Regions from separate parts of the Salmo salar genome. Here region 1 is linked to region 2. Evidence: chromatin contacts called from public Hi-C data. All regions are on one chromosome and are shown on one strand. Each heading gives the region's core, a stretch centred on a gene start, on an enhancer-like site or on the middle of the called end of the contact. The rest is flanking DNA. Distances are from core to core; before and after follow the strand shown. Region 1 has its middle 3.1 kb from the start of s100p. Region 2 overlaps tbl1xr1a (TBL1X/Y related 1a).

What was found. Hi-C and Micro-C count contacts between places; a contact is called where the count stands out from the background.
Region 1: a Hi-C map of muscle shows a contact between it and region 2, with 19 times the contacts expected there. The contact joins two enhancer-like sites. A contact is called at or near these places in 2 of 3 Hi-C or Micro-C datasets (gill and muscle).

Annotation. Positions count from the first base shown.
Region 1 is chrssa10:29,451,721-29,457,029 of Ssal_v3.1, forward strand. No RefSeq gene overlaps it. Among protein-coding and RNA genes, the nearest start is that of s100p, 3.1 kb to the right of the region's middle. Within about 2 kb of position 1,696, at least 5 of the 13 cell types and tissues checked have an H3K27ac peak or open chromatin away from gene starts, as enhancers often do. A contact at or near this core is called in muscle, where this site is marked.
Region 2 is chrssa10:29,312,733-29,318,180 of Ssal_v3.1, forward strand. It overlaps tbl1xr1a (TBL1X/Y related 1a), which reads right to left. Exons shown (of 18, transcript XM_014216748.2): 5 at 3,439-3,541; 6 at 3,050-3,195; 7 at 2,336-2,555; 8 at 1,947-2,079; 9 at 1,485-1,626; 10 at 1,097-1,160; 11 at 908-1,005; 12 at 702-762; 13 at 370-491; 14 at 159-233. The coding sequence starts at 3,496. Among protein-coding and RNA genes, the nearest start is that of tbl1xr1a, 21 kb to the right of the region's middle. Within about 2 kb of position 3,874, at least 10 of the 13 cell types and tissues checked have an H3K27ac peak or open chromatin away from gene starts, as enhancers often do. A contact at or near this core is called in muscle, where this site is marked.

The DNA of each region.
Region 1 (5,309 bases), core at 446-2,945, 140 kb after region 2:
GTCCGGACAATATCTTCTGGTGGAAGAATGAAATTGTATGAATTTACTTATCAAAATAACGTTTTAATGAAAGTTAAATAAAAAGCAATAATGCACACAAGGCAGTGCTTTATCGTGAATACAGTCACAGGTAAATGGGTTGACTAGCTCTCAGCTATTGCGTCGGGCTGAACAACACCATGTACCTTACTTCCGTTTCCACACACACACACACACACACACACACACACACACACACACACACACACACACACACACACACACACACACACACACACACACACACACACACACACACATACACATCTTTGATAATAGAGCAGGCTTGACTGTGTTGCCATGCCAACAGGGTAGAACAAAGACTGGAGACATAATGCCAGCATTCATGCGAGATGTATCAACTGTCGCTGTAGCCACCAGAAATAGAAAAGCAATTCAACCTTTCAATTAGTCTCTTTGCTTCTTACCACATATTATTTATTTGCTTTACATAGCCTAGATTGATTTCTCTAATATGTGTATTCTGTATTCGACTGTGACTTGAATGAGACGTCTTCTAATTAGTGAGAAAACCATTAATATGGTGGAGCTGTGAAACACCAAGAGCCCGCAAAGAGGAATCGCCAAAGGCCTCGTCTTCCCCCATGCTGTTTTTAACTGGCAAATCCTAACAGGTTTTCCTTTCTTGCCTGATTAGTATTTAGGTCACTCCATTTGGAAGGCGGGGGAAGTGGAAGGGAGCATCGCCCCGCCACCCTCGCTGACGATTCGTTTTTCAGATGCCATTCACATCTCCCTGTGGGATAAGCCTTGTGTCCTCTGTTCTGTTCTGACTGCATCAGCATCTCATCAACTATCACACGATACCACAGTTAAAGACCAACCCCCATTTAACAGCAACTAACCACTACTTATATATTAAACAATGACGACATGGTCATTACTATCTGAGCATGGCAAGCATGAAAACATACAGTATGACCCTTTTAATGCCATACGCTGCAATGAGCACATGGCCTCCAGGGCACATTCTTATGCTCTGTGTAGGAGTCTGCGCCGATACATCCTCTGCATGAGAGAGTTTCCGTGTCAAAAGTCCTAGCTATTTTTATTTCTTAGTCTCAGCTAGTATTTTCAGTCCGGGGGGATTTGCTGTTGTGATTTTTTCTTTTACGCTAAAGGTTGTCAGCTGGAAGCGCAGTGCCAATGCTAAACAGTTTGAAGTACAATGCAGTGGCATGTTTATATAGATGCGGTTGCATGTTGTGTGTGTTTGTCGTGGGTTAACAATGCAGCATATTATGTTTGGGTTTCATCCTCAGCCATATCCAATCATATTATTTCATGTCCTGTAAATAATATAGTGTCATGAGATTTACTTCAAGCTGATGTGTAACAGTGGTACCAGTTATGTATTGGGTATACCCTCACCAGCTCTAACACAATGGGCCAAACCACACCATAGCAGAGCATGTTGAGTCAGCCACATGCAGCCAAGGGAGGGAAGAGGAAGGGAGGGGCCTCTGTGGGTGTCAGAGTATGCCACACCTCCCCATATGCATCACTGCCACAGTCTCCCTCCCGCTAGAAGCTCCTTTACCTGAAAACAGACCCCAGGCCACATATGGTGTAGACAAAGCACTGCCAAGAAGAAAGTTAAACAACCCACATCTCAGCTCTCTGTACTCCCGCTCTCTTACGGCCCCCCCCCCCCACCCCGTCCAGTCTCACACACACACTCTTTCCCTCCTCTGCCTCTCTTGCCCTCTTTCACTCCCTTTTCAGTCATGAGATTCCCATTAGATGGTGGAGCAACTAGGTTGGTAGGTCGGCTTGCATGAATAAGCGATTGACTTTCCCTTGGCATGATCGTGGCTGGTATATCTCTAGATTTCAGGCATTTTGGAGAGAGGGCTGAGGGCAGGCATGTAAAAAGCAGTCTTATGGGTGGCTGAGAGGGGCCTGGCACTCCCTGCTTTAAGACTCCCAGTCTGAGTCCCCGGCCACGTGGCTCTCCTTCCACACTGCTGCTCCACTCCAACAATCTGACCTACATTCTCTGTAATACAGTACCTCTCGCTCCCTCCAAACTGAGCTCAGCACAACACAACCCAAATGGATCCCCCCACAACTACAGACAGTGCATCTCATTACTGATCATGGCATTTGTTTGCTTACACATCGATTACGCTGGTTAATGTTGTTAAAATGGTCTCCATAATGGGGAATCAATGGATATCTGTTGGGAGTTATCCATTACAGAGTCATTAAAACATGTGATTCCACTATACTAATCCTTGTGTTCATTACTCCAGTGCCAATGTTTCGAGACTTTTATGTGAGTATCACCGCAAAAGAAGCCATTCTCATTATGCGGCCCAGTTTTAGTGGCCTTGTTTTGATGAAGAAAAAAACCCCACCTTGAAATCAATGTTCAAGGTGTGGTTTTGAAAATAGAAGGACAAAATCAAGGGAACATTATTCCAAAGAAAATAAGAGAAAGAGAGCTTGAAGAAAACATCAGGCCACTGCTGGAGTTTTTATGGAAAACATCAAGCCATTGATGGAGTTTTTATGGAAAACATCAGGCCACTGCTGGAGTTTTTATGGAAAATATTCAGGCCACTGCTGGAGTTTTTATGGAAAATATTCAGGCCACTGCTGGAGTTTTTATGGAAAATATTCAGGCCACTGCTGGAGTTTTTATGGAAAACATCAAGCCATTGATGGAGTTTTTATGGAAAACATCAGGCCACTGATGGAGTTTTTATGGAAAACATCAGGCCACTGCTGGAGTTTTTATGGAAAACATCAGGCCACTGCTGGAGTTTTTATGGAAAACATCAGGCCACTGCTGGAGTTTTTATGGAAAACATCAGGCCGCTGATGGAGTTTTTATGGGAAACATCAGGCCGCTGATGGAGTTTTTATGGAAAACATCAGGCCGCTGATGGAGTTTTTATGGGAAACATCAGGCCACTGCTGGAGTTTTTATGGAAAACATCAGGCCACTGCTGGAGTTTTTATGGAAAACATCAGGCCGCTGATGGAGTTTTTTATGGGAAACATCAGGCCACTGCTGGAGTTTTTATGGAAAACATCAGGCCACTGCTGGAGTTTTTATGGAAAACATCAGGCCGCTGATGGAGTTTTTATGGGAAACATCAGGCCACTGCTGGAGTTTTTATGGAAAACATCAGGCCACTGCTGGAGTTTTTATGGAAAACATCAGGCCGCTGATGGAGTTTTTATGGGAAACATCAGGCCACTGCTGGAGTTTTTATGGGAAACATCAGGCCACTGATGGAGTTTTTATGGGAAACATCAGGCCACTGATGGAGTTTTTATGGAAAACATCAGGCCACTGATGGAGTTTTTATGGGAAACATCAGGCCATTGATGGAGTTTTTATGGAAAACATCAGGCCACTGCTGGAGTTTTTATGGAAAACATCAGGCCACTGCTGGAGTTTTTATGGGAAACATCAGGCCACTGCTGGAGTTTTTATGGAAACATCAGGCCACTGCTGGAGTTTTTATGGAAACATCAGGCCACTGCTGGAGTTTTTATGGAAACAGAGACACCAAATTAAGGCAGCTGAAGCATAAACTGTTCAGAAGGTAGGACAGTAGGTTGTGCTGGAAGAGACAACACTGTAAATAAAGAGAACATATATCAACATACACTGTGAAATGTGCCATGTCAATTGAAGATATAACTGTTATTATGGCAGTGGAAAGAATGCTTCTAATGTAGCTATGTATCATGTGATACAATAAAGCAAATTTTATCTAAAAGCCTGACTTTGCCTTACTTATAAATGTATTAAACTTCAAATTGTATTTTGTTGTGTGCTACTTACATGATTTTCCAAGATAAGTTGCTGGTGAAACAGTCACTGTAAGAACAGGTAACCCTCCTGACCTGTATGAATCCATACATCCCCCTAGTGGACAACAATAAAATAACTATACAATACGTTTTAGTTCCTTTCTTATCAGGTGTCTAACTGCTCCTCCTACTGATGAAATCAGGGCATTGAAGTGTGGTTCTTCGTTTCCTGTAGCTCTTACAGGATTTACAGCAGTGGAGGCTGCTGAGGGGAGGACGCCTCATAATAATGGCTTTGAATGGAGTCAATGGAATGCTATCAACCACATGGGAACCACATGATTGATGTGTTTGATACCATTCCATTGACTCCATTCCAGCCATTATTATGAGCCATCCTCCCCTCAGCAGCCTCCACTGATTTACAAATGTGTAAAACAATAGGCCACCACTATATACACTATATATACAAAAGTACGTGGACACCCCTTCAAATTAGTGGATTTGGCTATTTCCGCCACACCCGTTGCTGACAGTGTATAAAATCGAACACAAGGCCATGCAATCTCCATAGACAAACATTGGCTGTAGAATGGCCTTACTGAAGAGCTCAGTGACTTTCAACGTGGCACCGTCATAGGATGCCACCTTTCCAACAAGTCAGGTCGTCAAATTTCTGCCCTGCTAGAGCTGCCCCGGTCAACTGTAAGTGCTGTTATTGTGAAGTGGAAATATCTAGGAGCATCAACGGCTTAGCCACTAAGTGGTAGGCCACACAAGCTCACAGAACGAAGCTCACAGAACCCTAAACCTAACCCCCCAGTACTGAAGCGTGTAAAAATCGTCTGTCCTCAGTTGCAACACTCACTACCAAGTTCCAAACTGCCTCTGAAGCAATGTCAGCACATGAACCGTTTGTTGGGAGCTTAATGAAATTAGTTTCCATGGCTGAGCAACCACACACAAGCCTAAGATCACCATGTCAATGCCATGCATTGGCTGGAGTGGTGTAAAGCTCACCGCCATTGGACTCTGGAGCAGTGGAAACGCGTTCTCTGGTGTGATGAATCACGCTCCACCATCTGGCAGTTCGACGGACGAATCTGAGTTTGGCGGATGCCAGGAGAACTCTACCTGCCCCAATGCATGGTGCCAACTGTAAAGTTTGGTGGATGACGAATAATGGTCTGGGGTTGTTTTTCATGGTTCAGGTTAGGCCCCTTAGTTCCAGTAGAAGGGAAATCTTAACACTACAGCAGACAATGACAATCTATACAATGTGCTTCCAACTTTGTAATAACAGTTTAGGAAAGAACTTGACTGACTTGCACAGAGCCCTGACCTCAACCTCATCAAACACCTTTGGGATGAATTGGAACGCCGACTGCGAGACAGGCTTAATTGCCCAACATCAGTGCCTGACCTTACTAATGCTCTTGTGGCTGAATGGAAGCAAGACCCTGCAGCAATGTTCCAAC
Region 2 (5,448 bases), core at 2,624-5,123:
CTGGATAAGAGCGTCTGCTAAATGACTAAAATGTAAAAAAAAAATGTAAAATTATGTATTTATATAATTTATTTAACAGGGACAGTAATCAACAACACAGACAATACTTAAGTGTAAGAGTGCTGGACGTAGCTAGACAGTTTTCATTCATAACTTACCTTCAGCGTCATGTCGTCTGAGCAAGAGGCCAGCAGGTTACCGGTTGGATCCCATTTGATTGCATTTACTTCATTCTGGAGCGGAGAGGAGCACAGACAGAGGAGGCAATGCCTCTGACCCATAGAAAACTGGACAAAATGGCTATGGCATGGTACTTCTATGATGGCTGCAGGAGCAGTGTAACGCTGTGGGGTAATTGGGCTGACTTACTGTGTGTCCTTGGAATGTTTTGATGGGCCTGTCCTGGCCAAGTTTACACACATGGATGCACATGTCTGTACTGCAGGAGGCAAACGTGTTGTTGCTTTGCCAGTCCACATCCAGAGCAGGCGCTATGGAGTCACAACAAGAGGAGCGGAAGAAAACAATGAATAAACAACAACATAGAACTCTACTTCTTTCTTTCTGTGCTTGACAGAAACTAGGAATGAGTCGGCACAAAAATACCCTTACTGTATATATTCATGTAAGTATGTACCGATACATGTCTAGTAAGGGTTAATGAAGAGTCAGGAAAGAAGCCATTGGATAATTCAGTGCACCTGAATGGAACGGGAACTGCTGCTTGGCTTCTCCTGTGTGAGCATCCCATATGATTGTAGTCTGGAGGGAGAAACACCTCAATTAGAACACGCCTGAGAATAACAATGTTCTTTTAGTCCTGAATACCAGAAGAGGTGAATGAGTCATCATAGCATTTCATGTCTTGAGCTCATAACGAAAAAGAAAAAGGCTGTTGGGTTCTTACCTTATCTACTCCGGCACTAAGAATGAAGTTTCCTTTCTTGTTCCATTTCAATGCAAAAATGGGACCTTTGTGTTGACCCAGGGTACTGGCAAGATTACCTAGGGTTCAAATCATATATATTAGAGAGGCAACCGTTTCGGAAACTGACAACATGTTAAGTTGAAAAAGGAGGTAAAAGAGGCAACCCACCATCCTTTGTCCAGATCCTGGCAAATCCATCATATGAGCCGGTTGCTAGTAAAGTACCCTCACTCTGTCAGGGGGAAGAAGTATAATACATATAAATTAAGTTAAATGGAATGAAAGAGAATACATATTGTTCAGCACATGATTCTGCTCAATGAAACTTTCCCTTGCCAGGATAACAAGCCTACAGTAGAACAAAACAGTATTACACCTAAAAAAAATTGGGGTAATTAAAAAACATCAAAGCTTTGAAACATAAAAGCAGTTTGAAGTGGCTCCTAGTAACAGGATTCAGAACAGGAGCAGTGTACATAAATGTGGAAATAAAGTTATGGGATTTGTGAGGGGGGAACATGGAGCAGGCTTGTGTGTGTGTAGACCTCTGACTCACATTCCAGTCTAATGATGTGACGTCTTTGTTGCTGGGGACATCCTGGCCTCCCTCCCGTATGCAGTGCCTCAGTACAAGCTGCGTGGAGCTGCTGGTGCTGTTCTCACTCAGGTTCCAGATCCGCGCCGTTGAGTCCCCAGACCTGCACCAGGGAGGGGAGGGACAGTCAGCACAGCCCAGAGCAATTACAATACAACAAAATAGCAACACAGAAAGATCATGGTCACTCATTCATTCAATTAGGGTTGCAAAACTTTCTCATAATTCCCAGGATTTCCAGACATTCCGGTTGGAAGACTCACAGAATCAGGAAATCCAGATCCTACAACCAGGATTTCTGGAAAACCTGGGAATTATGGGAAAGTTACCATAATTTTGCAACTCTAACCAGGATACAGATAAAAATAGGACTTTAATTATTTGAGCTTAATGCCATAACCTCAGAGAGAGAGAGACACTGACCCTGAGGCGAGCAGGTCGGAGACAGGGTTCCAAGCGCAGATGAACACCTCTGATTCGTGGCCTCGGAGCACCATGGCTTTGTTTTGGGGAATCTCCATGTCCCCGTCCACCTCCATCAAGTCTGCATGGTTGTCTGTATGGCACACAGAGAGCACCTCATCAGCATGTGCATGATCTGAATAACAAAACATCCAGTATTGGCATTGACTCTTTCGGTAGTTTACATTACATTCTCAACCACAACAATGATGTTCAAAATAACAGAACATGCACAAACTAGCCATAAAGAGCGAACTAATAGCAGAATTTTTTAGGGACATTATCATCTTCCTCGCTCTGTGTGTTATGGTTAATAAACACTAAGCCCAGGGCCGTGGACTGAGACTCACTAGCTAAGGCGTGCGCTCCGTTCTCCTCGCCGTTGGCCGTGTTCTCTCCGTTCTTGGCGTTGGCTGTCATGTTGGTGGCATTGGCTGAGGGGGCCTGGGCCGCCTGCTGCTGGGCCAGCTTGTCTCGGTAGGCCTGCTGCCGCGTCTGCACCACGTCCGGCATTACCGCGTCGATGAGCGACAGGGACTCGATTGGCCGCCCGTCAAACAGTGTACCGTCCTGGGGACAGCAGAAAAGCTGGTTAGACTCAAAATCGAAGGCTTCAAACTGCTAAATAACTACTGTAGCTGTAAGCAATGGTAGGTTAAATCCAGTTGAGGCTGCTGCTGAGGGGAGGACGGCTCATGGCACATGGAAACCATGTGTTTGATACCATTCAACTAATTCCGTTCCAGCCATTACCACGAACCCGTCCTCCCCAATTAAGGTGCCACCAACCTCCTGTGACTTAAATTAAAGGATAAAACACTAAAACAAATCACTAGAGAACCATCTATTAAAACTTAATGCAATGTATTATAAAGCTACATTGGTTGATAACTGCATAACTGAAGAACAGAAACGTAGCACTGCATTCATATGCTTTCTGATCAAACCGATGCCATGTTCTGCATTTCATCACAGTTGGCTTGGCTTGCAGTAATAAAGTCCACGGATTCCCTGATAAGATGATGTGATAATAATGACTTGTGTGAATGAGGAGATGAGCTCACCTCATTAATGCTGACTTCAGCCTCCACGTACTGCAGGCCCTTCTGTATGATGGAGATGAGGGCAGCAGGGGGCACCAGGGCTCCATTGATGTTAGACTGACTGATGTGGCTCTCTATCCCAAAAGTGAAGGCTGAGTGGGAAAACCCTGTAAGGGGAGGCATGAGGAGCATGTCAGTAGGCAGCACATTACATAGAGCAGATCCTTCTCTCTGGTGCCTCTGGAAATGGCACACTTCAAATAGCTGTGGTTGTTCTCAGAGTGCACATTTTCAGGGCACCTTTAAATAGCTGTAGAACATACAATATACAGTAAGATTATTTCGACAGCTGTCTGGCTTCAATTGCGTTTGCTTCCAGATGTGTGGTTTAAGCGTCAGATACAGCCTACCTGACTCCTGTAGGTATCTGTACACCAGGAAGTTGACCTCATCACTGCTTATGCTCATCTTTATACCTGGTTACACCATGAGGTCAGCAAACAGGACACAGGCCTGAAGGGAAGGGAAGGGAGGTGGTGGTGGTGAGACAGTTGTTTATCCAAACTCAGAGCAACATATTTTCACACTACACCAATCACACTACATAGTGCTGCTAAGTAAGAACTGAAGCTAGGGCTGGAGAGTGGAGATTTCCTCCCAGAAGATGCCACTACCACTAACACATTGTCTGTGTGCAAAAATCCTTCCACAATCTGCTGTACACACAGTTCACACCAGGGCAGGGCAGCGGGGACCTGCTGTTGGGTGCTAACTGTGGACAGGAGCATCAGCACTGCTACAGTGCGTCTCTCTAGCGTGTCAAATAACAAGGCGTAGTACCCATTTCCACCATTGCACCGCAGTGGCGCTGTTGAGTTAAAAACAGAATCTCAGGATCTCTGTTGACAGTGTGTGTGTGTGTGTGTGTGTGTGTGTGTGTGTGTGTGTGTGTGTGTGTGTGTGTGTGAGAGAGAGAGAGTGGGGGATGGGAAGGAAGGGGATTCTCTTTCCATAGATGAGCTGTGCTCTGGGCTGTAGTCCATCAATGAGAGCAGTGGTGTTTATCTCAGCCAGGTCTGAGATAGGGCTAGTCTGGGACCTTGCAGAATCATGGTAGTGACAAAAAAGCAAGCATGGGCATGACCACAGAATGGACAGTGTTTTAACTGGGTTCATCCATTCAGAGAGATATAGAACAGGACCACAAACATCCTTCTCTCTGGAGAAACCACTTCAGGACCTGTGCTACTGGTGTTTCACAAGAGTGACATCTGAAATAACAAATCAATAGGCAGCCATGAAGAACTGTATATTCACCCAAAGATACCTCAAATCTGAAGAGCCATATTTCCGGTAGAATACTGGAGCACGTTCTAATTTCCATGTCAAAATATAGCATAACAGACCTTTACAGAGGAGGTCCAATCGTAGTAGTCCTAGCTACTGAATATAGTATTATTGAGGACGTTTCAATGTATTTATTTTATTTATTTAACTACGCAAGTCAGTTAAGAACAAATTCATATTTACAATTACGGTCTACCACGGCCAAACCCTAACCCAGACGATGCCTTGTCGACCATCATCAAATCTCTTAAGAGATGTGTAGGCCTATTCTTGACAAAAACTGTCATAGGATGTGGTTTGTTTGAAAACCGAACGGAATTTTGTCATCTGCTTTTATACTTGAACACACCCCTAGAGACGTAGTTCATTCCCTTTTCATCGCCATATCAAAGTGATGAGGTGTTGGTCTATTTTGAGAGAGTGAGAGAGCACGGCTGTAGAGATGGAGCACTTCACTTTCCCTTCCTGCCCCATCTCCAGTCTCAGAAATTACGTTGTTTACAACTCGCATACATCCCAATGTGATTTTGGTAGGTATGTCATATGATCTTTTATACTTTTAACAATTGATATAAAACATATGGCTCAACACTGGTTCAGATGTTCCTGTCCTGCATGATGTCCGATAATGCCACTTTTACAGCCTTTGGTTTAGAATAGACCATTCATGTACAGTGTGTATACGAAGTCACCACCCCCTTTCAAACTGTTCACCTTTTGTTGCCTTACAGCCTGAAATGAAACCACCACAAAAAATATTTTCAAAAAAGTAAAACAGTAAAATACCCTATTTGGATAAGTGAATACCCCCCCTTAGAATTGCAATTCCAAATTTGCTGAGGTATAACCAACCTTCCAGATCACAAATCAAGCTAATTGGCTTCCATCTGTGATCAATTGTAGTGACTTTGATTAGCTCAGAATAAAAACAGTTGTTCATAGAGGACTCCACTGCTTAGTAGTGCAATTCAAAGCAAAGAATCCACTATGGGCGGAAAGGTACTTTCAAAAGATCTACAAGATAAAGTTGTGGAAAGGCACAAATCAGGGAATGGATATAAAAAGATTTCAAA